Regions from separate parts of the Mus musculus genome. Here region 2 is linked to region 1. The links are chromatin contacts, called in public HiChIP or PLAC-seq maps. All regions are on one chromosome and are shown on one strand. The core of a region is the stretch at or near the end of the contact, and the rest is flanking DNA. Distances in the headings are between cores, read along the strand shown. Region 1 overlaps Abi1 (abl-interactor 1). Region 2 overlaps Acbd5 (acyl-Coenzyme A binding domain containing 5).

Region 1 (6,561 bases), core at 2,013-4,512:
TAAACAATAAAATTTAAACTGCTAAGTATATTTTTCTGATTTTTATAACTGTTAGTAATTACTGTTATTAATTATTTAGGTTGTATTTAGGTACTATTCTAACACTAAGAACTATCACTCCTTCTGAATGAACACTGCTAAGTATAGTCCCTGAATTTCCCTACGCTTCAGCACTGATGAAAATCTCCCCTTGAGAGCTTGTTGTAATGGAAATTTATGGGTTCCATTTTCGGAGATTTTTAACAAAGTAGATCTAGGATGAGTTCTGAAACTGAAATTTCTACCTAATTCCTCTACGTTAATAACCAATTTGGGACTATTGCTCTGAAAGTTAGTGCTCTAAGTAAGCAGTTAGCAAACATTTTTTTCTTTAAGTCGACTCTTAAAAACTAAAAATTAGGTGTCCCTGGAGTGGGTTACACCTACATGAAATGACCATATTCAAACTGACACAGCTTTAAGGTGAATTTATATACAAGTACACAAAGACTTCACGGAGCCTCTAGAAAAAAAAATTCTGACAGAATGAGGATGAAAAAGACATGTAATAGCTTTGACCTCACAAACTTAACAGAGAGTTTTCTGAGAAATAATGTTCTGATGTTAGTACCTAAGACTGACACTGAAAGATGCTGTTTACCTTGATTAGTAAGCAAAAGGGGTTTTGGTAAAGGGAGCAAGCATATCAACAAACACCAGCAGTATAGCACCAGTTCCACACACCCCAACAAGGTGAGCTGTCTGTCTGCATTTTTACTTATCCACTGTGGCTTCAACAATCATCTTCCAGGCTCACAGACTTTCTTTCAGTGATTTCTATATCCATGGGATTTTGTATTATCTCCTTCCCTCTCCTTTTCCTCAGTATACATAAATGTTTTGAAAAATAATCTAGGGCTGGTGAGATGGCTCAGCAGGTAAGAGCACCCGACTGCTCTTCTGAAGGTCTGGAGTTCAAATCCCAGCAACCACATGGTGGCTCACAACCATCTGTAACAAGATCTGTCTCCTTCTTCTGGAGTGTCTGAAGATAGCTACAGTGTACTTACATATAATAAATAAATATTAAAAAAAATAATCTAAAAATATTTTCAGTTTAATTTCATCTAAATTAATTCTCATAAGAGACACCTCATTATTTATCTTAAGTTCTGTGTACTTCTAAACTGAATGTAAATTTGGGTGTGGGAGGGAGTTGAGACAGGATTTCTCTGTGTAACATCAACCAGACTGGTCTTGAACTCACAGAGACTGCCTGCCTCTGCCTCCTGTATATGCCACACACTGCCCAGCCTGGATCTAGAATTCTTTGTATTAGCATTCAGTCTAGTCCTTCCCAACTTAAAGACAATTTGAATGCATCCAATTGATAAAGTTACTTCAGAGCATTCTCAGCTATCTGAAACCTGGGCTGCTGCAAAAATTTTCAAAGAATAATCCAAAAGATAGCACCACAGCAGCCCAGTCACACTCTATTTCCTTTCCATGTTCCACTTCCTATCTCCACCTTCAGCCCAGTCCTTTGACTGGATGTAATAACTGCCAGTTTTTGTCAATCTAAATAAATCACAAATAAAAATCCCATTAAGTTTGTTGTAAATCATACATAGGACCACATTGTATTTAATAAAGAGTCTTCTCCGTGTTCTTATAGTGTTAAGTTCAAAGGTCCTTCACCAGAAGAAATTAGAAATAATTAGATTTAATTCTTTAACTTTTAGTGGTACCATCTATAATCCAGTAACTGCAGCAACTTGTAATCTATCAGCTACAAGAGTTAAGTGCAGATATGTAAAATTTATCTAATGGTTCCCCAACGCCTACACAGTCTCATCAGCAACACTCACTGGGAGAAGTATGACTCCAGGAAGCCAGACACAATGTTTTCTAGCAAAATAGTTTATCACTCAGATCGGAGTGTAAGAAAACAGAACCAAAAATTCCAAAATGGCAGGAAAATACCGCATATTGAAGACAAAGAAAAAAAAACAAACATCCGTATATAAAACAAGTTCAAATGAGTTTATAAATGCAGTACCCACAAAATGAGCCTGTGTTTATAACAGGATCATTTTTCTTGAACAATACTTTGAAAAGGTAAGATAGTTTCCTCTCATTTTTTTATTATGATTACCTTTCAAACATTTTTTTTAATATACACATTTTGTTTCTGGATAGCTTGGGCTACACAGAAATAACCTACCTCAAAAAAGTCTACATTTCACTGACTCAATTTCAAAGGGTTAACTGAATGTTCTCCCAGAATACCTTAAATTTACATACTTTCTAAAAAGGTAAAATAAATTTTCATATTTTTAAATATCATCTTATATTCACCAGATTTCACTAAAACAGGTGCTGAATCTCATACATAAATAGGAAGGCACAAATACATTGGTTTAGCAATACTGACCTTCTGAATGAAATATTATGCAAAATGGTTTGCTTTTGAAATAATAAACATCACAAACTATTAGAAAGGCAACATTTACTAAAACAAAATGGCCAAAACTGACTTAACAAAGTGACTTCTCTGTACCACACATACAGCTTGTAAAACCCTAACAATTTTGTGAAAATTAATCTAAAAATATCATATTTTTATATCTGCCTTTATTATAGCAATAGCCACAATCTAGTAACTAATTTCATTCAATATACATAGAGTGTTTTAGCCTCCATAATAAAGTGAACAGACACAACACAGTGAAGCTGAGGGTACTAACTACCGTACCTGGGCCCGCAGTGGGCGGTGAGGGCGTAGGCACAGCAATAGGAATGCCAATGCTGCTGCTCCCACTGTTCTCTCGGCTTCCGCTTCCTCCACTACTTCCACTGCAAAGAAGAGAAGCATTGGAAAATCATTTTTATACACTGATTTAAAAAAAAAAAAACTTAATCTAAACTGGAGCTACTAAATACTCTTTAACTTGGTTAACCTTTAGCCTATTATTTAAAATGGTTCTTGTGTTACACTGTTCTTCAAGAACTTTAAAACTAGTAACTAGCACAGTTTTTGAACCCTACCTGGCCTTAATTCCCAGCACTCTGAAGGCAGATACAGGTGGATCTTTGGGTGTTCAAGACCAGCCAGGGGTGCATAATAGGACCTTGTCTTAAAATGGTAATTATAGTCTAAGTCTTGAGCAGTGAAATCTCACAGTCAGTGAGTTACAAATGTCTATTTCAAGCCTGCTGTGACTAAGAGTAAACAGCCTGTTGTGGTGGCATACTGCACATTCAGTACTGGCTAAGTCTAGAGGTTCTTGAGTCTGAAACCACCTGGCATACATAATGAGGCTCTTGTTTCCCCTCTGTGATGGTTTGTATATGTTCAGCCCAGGAAATGGCACTATTAGAGGGTGTGGTCCTGTTCTAGTAGGTGTGGCCTTGTTGGAGTAGGTGTGTCACTGTGGGTATGGGCTTTAAGACCTTCATCCTAGCAGTCTGGAAATCAGTATTCTGCTAGCAGCCTTAGATGAATGTAGAACTCTCAGCTGCTCCCGAACCAGGCCTGCTGGGATGCTGCCATGTTCCTGCCTTGATGATAATAGACTGAACCTCTGTGCCTATAAGCCTGCCCCAATTAAATGTTGTCCTTTATAAGACTTGCACTCGTCATGGTGTCTGTTCACAGCAGTAAAACCCTAACTACAACAACCTCCTTCTGTCTCAGAAAGGAACTGTGAACCATACCCTCACAAAACTCTATACTAGAACATGAGAAAACAGATAATTCAAAAAAGAAAGTAAAGAACATTGGGGGGGGGGAGCGCATAATCCTTGTCTGAAAATCAGGAAAAACAATTTCTCCCTATCTGAAAGAAAAGTAAAAGGGGCATGGTGGCACACTAATGTAATCCCTGCATTTAGGAGGCTGATGAAGGAGTATGGCAACTTCTAGGTCAGTCTAGCCTATACAGCAAAGCCACGTTTCCAAAACAGAAACAAACTGAGCACAGCGGCACACCTTTAAACCCAGCACTGGGAAAGCAGAAGCAGGTGAGTCCCAGGATGGCCCAGAGGTTAAGAGCACAAACTGCTCTTCCAGAGGTTCTGAGTTAAATTCCCAGCAACCACATTGTGGCTCATTATCATCTGTAATTGGATCTGATGCCCTCTTCTGGTGTGTCTGAAGATAGCTACAGTGTACTCATAGACATAAAATAAATCTTTAAAAAAAAAAAAAGTTCAAGACCAGCCAAGGTTACACAGTGAAACCTTGCCTCAAATGCAAACCAACAACAAATAAAAAATATATAAAAACAAATTGAAGACAGGTGATAAGGAATTTTCTGGAAAATAAGTGTGGTGATTTGATAGCCTCATATATTTGAACGCTTGGTCATCAGGAAATAGCACTACTTGAGAAGGATAAGTAGGTGTAGCCTTGTTGGATTAAGTGTGTCACTGAGAGTAGACCCTAAGGTTTCAAAGCCTCTTCCTGCTGGCTGTGGATCTGGCTGTAGAACTCTTAACAACTTCTCCAGTACCACGTATGCCTATGCCACTATGCTTCCCGTCCTGAAGATAATGGACTCAACCTCTGTTTAAGACTGGACCAAGTGAGGCCAGCCTGGTCTACAGAGTGAGCTCCAGGACAGCCAGGGCTACACAGAGAGAAACCCTGTCTCAGAAAACCAAAAAAAAAAAAAAAAAAGAATGTACCAAGTAAATGTTTTCTTTTATAAAAGTTGCCTGGATCATGGCATCCCTTCACAGCAAGAGCAAAACTAAACAACAGGCAACAGTTTAAAGGTAGTTAGGTTTCACTGCTATAGAAACTCTATTCAACTCCCTCCAAGACAAGTCCTTCTTCCTGAGAGTAACTGTCTACAATACCTGACCCATACTATGCTGCCCGGGCTAGTTTCAAACTCCTGATCACATTTCAATAAAAAGATCTACTGTTAAAACAAACTGGCTTATATATGAAATCATCAACTCATTCAAGTCAGGAAATCTACTCAGCTTTATGTCAGACTCAGGAATATTTGTACACTAATGAACTAATAGGATCTTCTGGAATTATTGACTTTGGTGCTTTTTATCTAAAATAGGCATAAGTGGTGGCAAATTATACTGTGTGGGCTAAAGCTGGACAACAGTCCAATTTTTGACTATGAGCTACCTTTTTTAACAGTGAAAACTCAAAAGAGGATGGTATTTTGCAAAAAATTAAAATTATATGAAATTCAAATTTTAGTACCATAAGCAAAATTTAACTAGGCCATCCATAGCTCACTATGTTCACTCATTTACAAATTGTCTATGGTTGTCATGGGGCTAAATTTGCAACAATGATTAAATAATTCCAAAATCCTGACATAATGACATTCTAGAAATATATTTTTAAAATAAGTGTTAGTATTTCAATACAATAAGCTTCTGGAAAAACAACAACAACAAAACTATGTCTTACTAGTTTCTGAATGGTATTTAACACAGTCATTTCAAATAACTAGTTGTTGAATAAGATTAAAGTACTACTACCTCCACTATGAGAAAAAAAAAAAACATTTTGACCCTGTAATTCGGCAAAACCAAACATAAAAAGCTGGGTATCTCAGCACTGGGCAACTGCTTTCTCAAGAACTGTTAACACAACCTCATTATCAACTCGGTTCTGAAATCGTCTTCAGAAACAAGCAGAGTGATCTCGTCTGACTTCTTAGAATTCAATATGCTATGTAAAACTCTACAACACGTAACCCTTTGTCTAAGAGCATTTAAGAGTATTTTCCCTGTGCCCATTTTAATGAGCAAGAGTTCCTGGTAAATGAACTCAGAAGTCTCATTCATACTAAGAATCTATCCTAAAACCGAGCTATACAAACCATAGCCCTACCTTACAACATTTAAAGATGTGTTAATAAGCATTCTTGTCTTGGGTCAGGTGGGCGGGAGTGGTGACAGTACTGGGTTACTACTAAAACACTTTGTTCCAAACTATCTGAAGAATATCTTATACACAAATTTAGGAAAGCAAAACAATTTTAAGCTTTATTTGGGCTTTTTGTTTGTTTTGGTATAGACAGGGTCTCATATATCCCAGGATGATCTCAAAGTCACTAAGCAGCTAAGGATAACCCTGAACTTCACACCCTCCTGCTTCCATCTCCCAAGTGCTAGAATTACAGATGTGTGCCATCGTGCCTAGTTTGTATGGTACTGGGGATCAAACCCAGAGCTTCCTGTATGTTAAGGCAAGCACTATGCAAACTTCAGCCTCTAAAAAGCATTTTTTAGTTGTAATCCCAACATGTACTTGTATCTCTGTCAAAAAGAAGGAATATAATCGGCTTATAGTATACACAAATGAAAAATAAATTTTTAAGTAAAAACTCTGTATCTTTAGAAATCATTGCTCAGCAGTCAGCAACACACACTTCCAGAGCTCAGATGTTCAGGTAGAAGGCTTACCTATGCGTCCTTGGTCTCTGATTTAAAGAAGCTGTCCTGCCTGGACTATGCTGGCTTCCAAGCCTCGCAGGACTAGTCATGTAGTCATTGGGAACTGTTGGAGGCTTAACAGGCTCTAGGGTTTTGTAAGGGGTATTC
Region 2 (6,561 bases), core at 1,413-3,912, 130 kb after region 1:
GGTGTGGCCTTGTTTTAGATGTGTCACTGTGGGCATGGGCTTAAGACCCTCACCCTAGCTCCCTGGAAGTTAGTCTTTCACTAGCAGCCTTCAGATGAAGATGTAGAGCTCTCAGCTCCTCCTGTACTATGCCTGCCTAGATGCTGCCATGCTCCCACCTTGATGATAATGGACTGAACCTCTGAACCTATAAGCCAGCCCCAATTAAATGTTGTCCTTATGAGAGTTGCCTTGGTCATGGTGTCTGTTTCAGCAGTAAAACCCTAACTAAGACAGAAGTTGGTACCAGGGACCTGGGTATTGCTGTGATAGGCCTGACCATGCTTTTGGTTGGAAGAATGTGGATTTGGGGACTTTGGATTTGGCAAGCAGTGGAATGCTTTAGTGGGGCTTAGTGGGCTATCCTAGTAGGAATATGGAAAATTTTGTTTCTGAGAGTAACTTGAATTGTGTGAACCTGACCCAGGTTTCTGTGGAGAATGTCAATATGTGGCCTAGAGACTGTTTTTATGGTATTTTTGGTGAAAAATATGGCTACTTTTTGTCCTTGTCTGAAGAGTCTGCCTGAAGCTAAGGTAAAGAGACTCAGATTAATTGCATTGACAAAGAAAGTCTCAGAAACAGCCATCATGGACTTTGTTCTCTGGTTAAGTTTCATGAAGAACGCTTAAACCAAGCATATAGCAAGCTGAGAAAGGGGAAATATAAAATTGTTTCAAATATTAAAGGGGCACCAGGAAGTGAAATGGAGCTGAATCCTGTGTCCAAGGAGATTAAATTGAATTAAGGGACTAGTAACCTTGGGGCAAGATCCCACCCAGCTAAATTTAGGTCCAGACATGGTAGCACAAGCCTTTAATCCCAGGAGGCAATGGCCAGAGATCTGTGAGTTCAAGGTCAGCCTGAGACAGAGCAAGTTCTAGGTGAGGAAAAATTTAAATCCAGGGTTGGAAGACCACACCTTTAATCCCAGTGTTTAGGAGGCAGGCATGTAGAAATTCTGAGTTCAAAGTCAGTCTACAGAGCAAGTTCCAGGACAGCCAAACTTAGGCAATGAAGGAGTTGGAAAACAGAAAGCTGGTGATAATGTAATAGAACAAGGGAGCCACGTTCTAGCCCCAGCAAGTGGCAGAACTCTGCAGTGTTGGCCATGTAGCTTGGGCTTTAGACTGAAAAATAGAAGGAACTACTGGGACAATTGGTACTGGTTAGCTGGAGCTAAGAAATTAGCGGTGATTAAGAAGAGACCAGCATCATTGATCTGGAATTGTCTGGGAAGTGTTGTCTGAGAGCACAAAGAAGCTGTGTTCCAGAGTTAGCCAAGATTGTACCTTGTGCTGCAGCTCTACTTGGTAATGTGTAAGAGTCACTAGGTGGTACTTTTTTTTCTTCTGTGTATGAGTGTTTTGCCTTTGTGTATGTAAGCGGAACTGGAGTTATGGACAGCTACAAGCCACCATGTGGGTACCAAAACTTGGAAGGATAGCCAGTGCTCTTAACCTCTGACCCATGTTTTTATTTCATGTTTTAGATCTTGGTAATGTTCTGACCTCTTCAAATGCCAAAGCTGTTAATGGTAAAGCAGAGAGCAGTGATAGTGGGGCTGAGTCTGAAGAAGAAGAGGCCCAAGAAGAGTTAAAAGGAGCAGAACAGAGCGGCAGTGATGGTAGGTGTTGGGTACCTGGTTAATACAGCTAATAATAATTTTGTACTTGATAAAAGGACAAGAGAAAATTTGTGCTGATTTTTGAAAAAAATTGTATATGATTAATGCATGTGGCAGCATTTGGGGTATTGACTGTACTATCAAGGTCTTCAGTGGATCAAAATGTTCTGCTAAGTGGATGCTGAAGTCATCGATTGGATGGAACACAGGGCCCCTAATGAAGGAGCTAGAGAAAGTAACCAAGGAGCTAAAGGGTTCTGCAACCCTATAGGAGTATCAACAATATGAACTAACCAGTACCCCACAGAACTGTGTCTCTAGTTGCATATGTAGTAGAGGATGGCCTAGTTGGCCATCAGTGGGAGGAGAGGTCGTTGGTCTTTCAAAGATCATATGCCCCAGTACAGGGGAATGCCAGGGCTAGGAAGCAGGAGTGGGTGGGTTGGGGAGCAGGGCTGGGGGAGGGTATAGGGGACTTTTGGGATAGTATTTGAAATGTAAATGAAGAAAATATCTAATTAAAAAAAAGGAAAATAAATTAAAAAAAAAGTTCTGCTATGGACTATCTAGGTAGCCAGCCTTAATGAATCATCAATCAAATAGGAGTTAGCTTAGGGTGGACAAGAGTAACCTACTTTTCCAAATGTTCTGCATACAATGACATATAATTAAGAAAAGGGTATTTACTTTTATTATGTGTAGGCGTGTTTTGTCTGCATGTGTGTCTGTGTACTATGTGTGTGCAGTACCCTCAGAGGCCAGAAAAGGGAATTTGGGACTAGAATTGCAGATGGTTGTGAGATGCCATGTGGGTGTAGGGAATAGAACCCAGTCCCTCTGGAAGAGCAACCAGTGTTCTCAACCGCTGAGCCGTCTCTCTATTCCAGTACTTATAATTTTAATTTATCCGAAACACTGCCTCAGTGTTTTGAGTTGATTTTATTCTAATTCTAACTACCCAAATACTCAGCAATCTCTGGAGACAACTTCTTTCTTTCCTTCCTCTTCTCTCCTCTTTCTCTTCCTGTTTTCACTGTCTTATTGCCATGAGAATTTTTGACATCTACATAATGCGTCAACACTTAAATTCTGTTTTTTTTTTTTATTTGAATAGAATCACATCTTTCTCTTTTCCTCTTTTTTCCCCTCCCATTTCTTTTCTGTTTTCCAGCAAAGGCTACACATCTTTTCATTTAAAGGTACTCAGCACGGCTGCTCAGACTGTATTAGTGCCAGAAGCCCAAAGTGAAAATAGAGCATTTAAGGACACATAGTGAAACCATTTCTCAGAAAAACCAAAACTGGGTTTTTTTCACGGTGGTGGACACCTTTAATTTCAGTGATTGGGAGGCAGTCTCTGTGAGTAGTGCTGTAATACCTACAGAAACCAAACGAAAGAGCAAGATAATGGTTTTTTTTTCCATATGGAGATTTATTTTGTTTTCGTGTGCGTCTATGTGAGCGTATTGTTGCCTACAGAGCTAGCAGAAAGTATTGGATCCTCTGTAGCAGGAGCTCTAGGCAATTGTGAGTCTGACGTGGGTGCTGGGCAATCTCTGTTGCCCAAGATGATGAAGATGAGGAGGAGGAAGCAGAGGAAGAGGAGGGGGAATAGGAGAAGGAGGAAGAAGAGGGGAGGAAGAGGAGGAGGAATAGTGGTGGGGAATGGGAGCATTTTGAAAAGTTAATGTGAATTTTGGGTGAGCTTTGGTATGTAGTAGTTCCTTTTGCAAGGAGCCACTCATTTCTCCTATCTAGATGGGAAGCCATTCAGAGGATTTTGGTAGTTTGGGAATTGACTAGTGATTCTAGGGAAAAAAATGTTTTTTTTCTTTCTATGTAGACTAGGCTGGCCTTGAACTCAGAATCCATCTACTTCTGCCTCTTGAGTGCTGGGATTAAAAGCTAAGTCATTATGCCTGGCTACAGGGTACTTTTGTACATCTCCTTTCTTTTTTTTTCCCATACAAGATAAGAAAACGCTGAAGAAATCAGCAGATAAGAATTTGGAAATCATTGTTACCAATGGCTATAAAGGTAGCTTTGTTCAGGATATACAGAGTGACATTCATACTGATTCTTCCCGGAGCACCAGAAGCAGTGAAGATGAAAAGCCTGGAGATGAGAGCTCTCAGCAGACAGGACACACCATTGTCTGTGCTCACCAAGGTATTGTCCTCACGTGATCCTCTCCAATCATTTTCCAACAGTTAAAACACTCTTACTAGTTCTAGGATGGTTAGAAATCAGTTAGGACTTAAATTTTCATGTTTAGTAATATCTTCTTAGGGTTTGTTAATACTGTAAGGGTTGGTTGCTTTGAAGCACAGTGAATTAGAGTCAGGGCATTTTCTTACATTTGTTTCTTTTTCATTTTGTTCATCATGTGTGCTGTGTGTACCATGGTAAGTCTGTGGAGGGTCTGTGAGGTCAGGAAGGACAACTTGAGTTTCTACCATGTGAGTTCTGGGGACTGAATTTAGGTTGGCCGCCAGCTCCCCTAGTCTTTGAGCCATGGTATATTTTGCTAGGATCACGCTTTGTAGACCTGGTGGCCTAGAACTGCTGATCATTCTCCTGCCTTAACTGCCTGAGTCTAGCTGAAGTTTGTTCAGTTAAGTAGATAAAGTTTTGGAAGCTTATTTAAAAACCATGACTTGGAATCAGGAAGAGTGGACTATGTGTAACTTCAGCACTTCAGAAGCTGAGGCAGGAACCTTGGAGGTTTGAGACCATCCTGGTAGACCGATTTCTCTCCCAGAATGAGTATAATGCCGAATTGTTAAAAATGAATGAAAATATATTTTTCTTGTCTTAGAGTATAGTTACACTGTCTGGACATTTGTTTGTATTTAGATAGAAATGAAGATCCCAGTGAAGATGCTTCAGGAATACACCATTTAACAAGTGATTCAGATAGTGAAGTGTACTGTGACTCTATGGAGCAATTTGGACAAGAAGAGGTAAAGATGACATTTTCCTATTGGCAGATCTTTTGAGTGGTGTTTCCAGTGCACAGAATATAGTATGACATTCCTGAATGGAAATGCCATAATAAAACCCATCACTTTGTGTGTTAACAAGAACTAGCAAAAAGCCATCTAATGCATAACTTCAGTTAGTAGCTAAGAAGCCTCTTCATTGCTTTGGAGACATGCCTATTGTAGGGCAAAGTGTTTGCTTTGCAAGCCTGTAGACTTTAGATTCTCAGAACTTGCACAAAGCTGGAGGATGTTTGTAATCTTAGTACTCCAAAAGTGAGATGGGATGTAGAAGGTCATAAGCCAACTAAACTGCTGTATGTCCTGATGAAGAACAAAAGACCCTGTTTACTGGAAAGCAAAGGTAGACATTTGAGTTTGTGGTTCTTTAACTACCACATGTGGGCTGTGGCTCTCTGCTAAAATAACAGCCATGAACACATTGGAGTACCTACTACATATCACACATGCATAAACTTTCTCTCTCTCTCTCTCTCTCTCTCTCTCTCTCTCTCTCTCTCACATACACACACACACAGACATGACTAAACCTTGAAAATGCTTAAACATTTATAGTTTTATGTGTGTGTGAGTATGTGTAAATTAAAGTTTATAATAAAGGTGAGAGATGGCTCAGTGTGTAAGAGAACTTACTGCACAAATATGTGAGCACCTAGGTTTGAATTCTCAGCATCCATATCAAAACCATGTGTAGAGGCCAGCATGGTGGTGCACAACTTTAATCCCAGAACTCAAGAAGCAGTGACAGGCAGATTTCTGTGAGCTTAGTCTCTCAGGGCTATATTGTAAAACTGTCTCAAAGGAAAAGAAAGCCATTAGTGGCTATGTGTGCCTGACCCTCTTCAATACCATGGGGAGCAGAGAGAGGATGGCCACTGGGGTTTTTTGCTGTCAGGTCTAGGTTCAGTGAGAAATCCTATAGGCGATCAGATACTGTCTGCATGTGTACCATGGGGGTACATGCCTGCACTGATACATGGGCATATCTCACACACACACACACACACACACACACACACACACACACACACACACACATAATATACCACATCATTTTATTTGAATACTACAATAGTAGAATTAGAATACAATTATATTAGAACACTACATTAGAATTAGCATGCTAATATAATAGTAGAATAATATAATAATATAGAATTCCATGATAATTTACCTTATGTGCATTTTATAAATATTCTGTAGCAGGGAGAATGGAGGTGTAAACTGTGTAACCATGAGCTTTTCTACCTGGCCTCTTTGTTCTCAGAACAATGACTCTGAAACTTAATTATTTATGAATAAATGCCTAGGCCAAAAGCTATGACTCATTCCCTGACTAGCTCATAACTTTTATAACAAAAATATTATATAACAAATGGGTTCATTTATTTATTCTAGTCTGTGTCTCCCACCTGGCTAATTACCTCTCCTCATTTTCATTCGTCCATCTCTTCTGAGTCTGGACAAAGTCTCTCACCTCTCTAACTTCCAGAGTTCCAATCTCTCTCTACCACAATTCCCACCTTCTATTTCCTGCCTTAGCTAATAGACCATCAGCTTTTTATTGACAGGTGATACTTCTCTGTACAAAACTGTTTATGCTACTGTCCCTGCTAAAACATTGATTAGTGAAGAAAATTGAATGATCTTCAGATGTAAATTCTTCATACTGACTATATTCCAGTCAGTTAAAATTTTTAGTTCTAGGGCTGGGGAGCTTGTTTAGCAGTTAAGACCCAATTTCGAGTGTTAGCATCCATGTCAAGACAGGTCACAGTTGCCTATGAACCCAGCTGCGGGGGATCTGGTGCCCTCTTCTGGGCTTTAAGGGTATTACTCTTATTTGCAAACACCATACAAAGTCACATACAAAATGTTTACATGTGCGCACGT

What was found. HiChIP or PLAC-seq counts read pairs in DNA pulled down with a chosen protein or histone mark.
Region 2: a BATF HiChIP or PLAC-seq map of CD8 T cells shows a contact between it and region 1, with 10 read pairs. The contact joins two enhancer-like sites. A contact is called at or near these places in 1 of 39 promoter capture datasets (the C10 cell line), 4 of 15 datasets of contacts at CTCF or cohesin (CD8 T cells, the G1E-ER4 cell line, large pre-B cells and 1 more), 64 of 484 Hi-C or Micro-C datasets (the AML12 cell line, the AtT-20 cell line, B cells and 35 more), 6 of 115 datasets of contacts at active chromatin or transcription factors (CD8 T cells, embryonic stem cells and large pre-B cells) and 4 of 9 other capture datasets (adipose tissue, embryonic stem cells, liver and 1 more).

What each region holds. Positions count from the first base shown.
Region 1 is chr2:22,954,284-22,960,844 of GRCm38.p6, forward strand. It overlaps Abi1 (abl-interactor 1), which reads right to left. Exons shown (of 11, transcript NM_001077190.3): 6 at 6,424-6,561; 7 at 2,735-2,835. Among named protein-coding and RNA genes, the nearest start is that of Gm52502, 57 kb to the right of the region's middle. Within about 2 kb of position 3,263, at least 17 of the 459 cell types and tissues checked have an H3K27ac peak or open chromatin away from gene starts, as enhancers often do. A contact at or near this core is called in CD8 T cells, where this site is marked.
Region 2 is chr2:23,085,954-23,092,514 of GRCm38.p6, forward strand. Acbd5 (acyl-Coenzyme A binding domain containing 5) reads left to right here. Exons shown (of 14, transcript NM_001355637.1): 7 at 1,532-1,666; 8 at 3,638-3,835; 9 at 4,523-4,629. Among named protein-coding and RNA genes, the nearest start is that of Acbd5, 20 kb to the left of the region's middle. Within about 2 kb of position 2,663, at least 16 of the 459 cell types and tissues checked have an H3K27ac peak or open chromatin away from gene starts, as enhancers often do. A contact at or near this core is called in CD8 T cells, where this site is marked.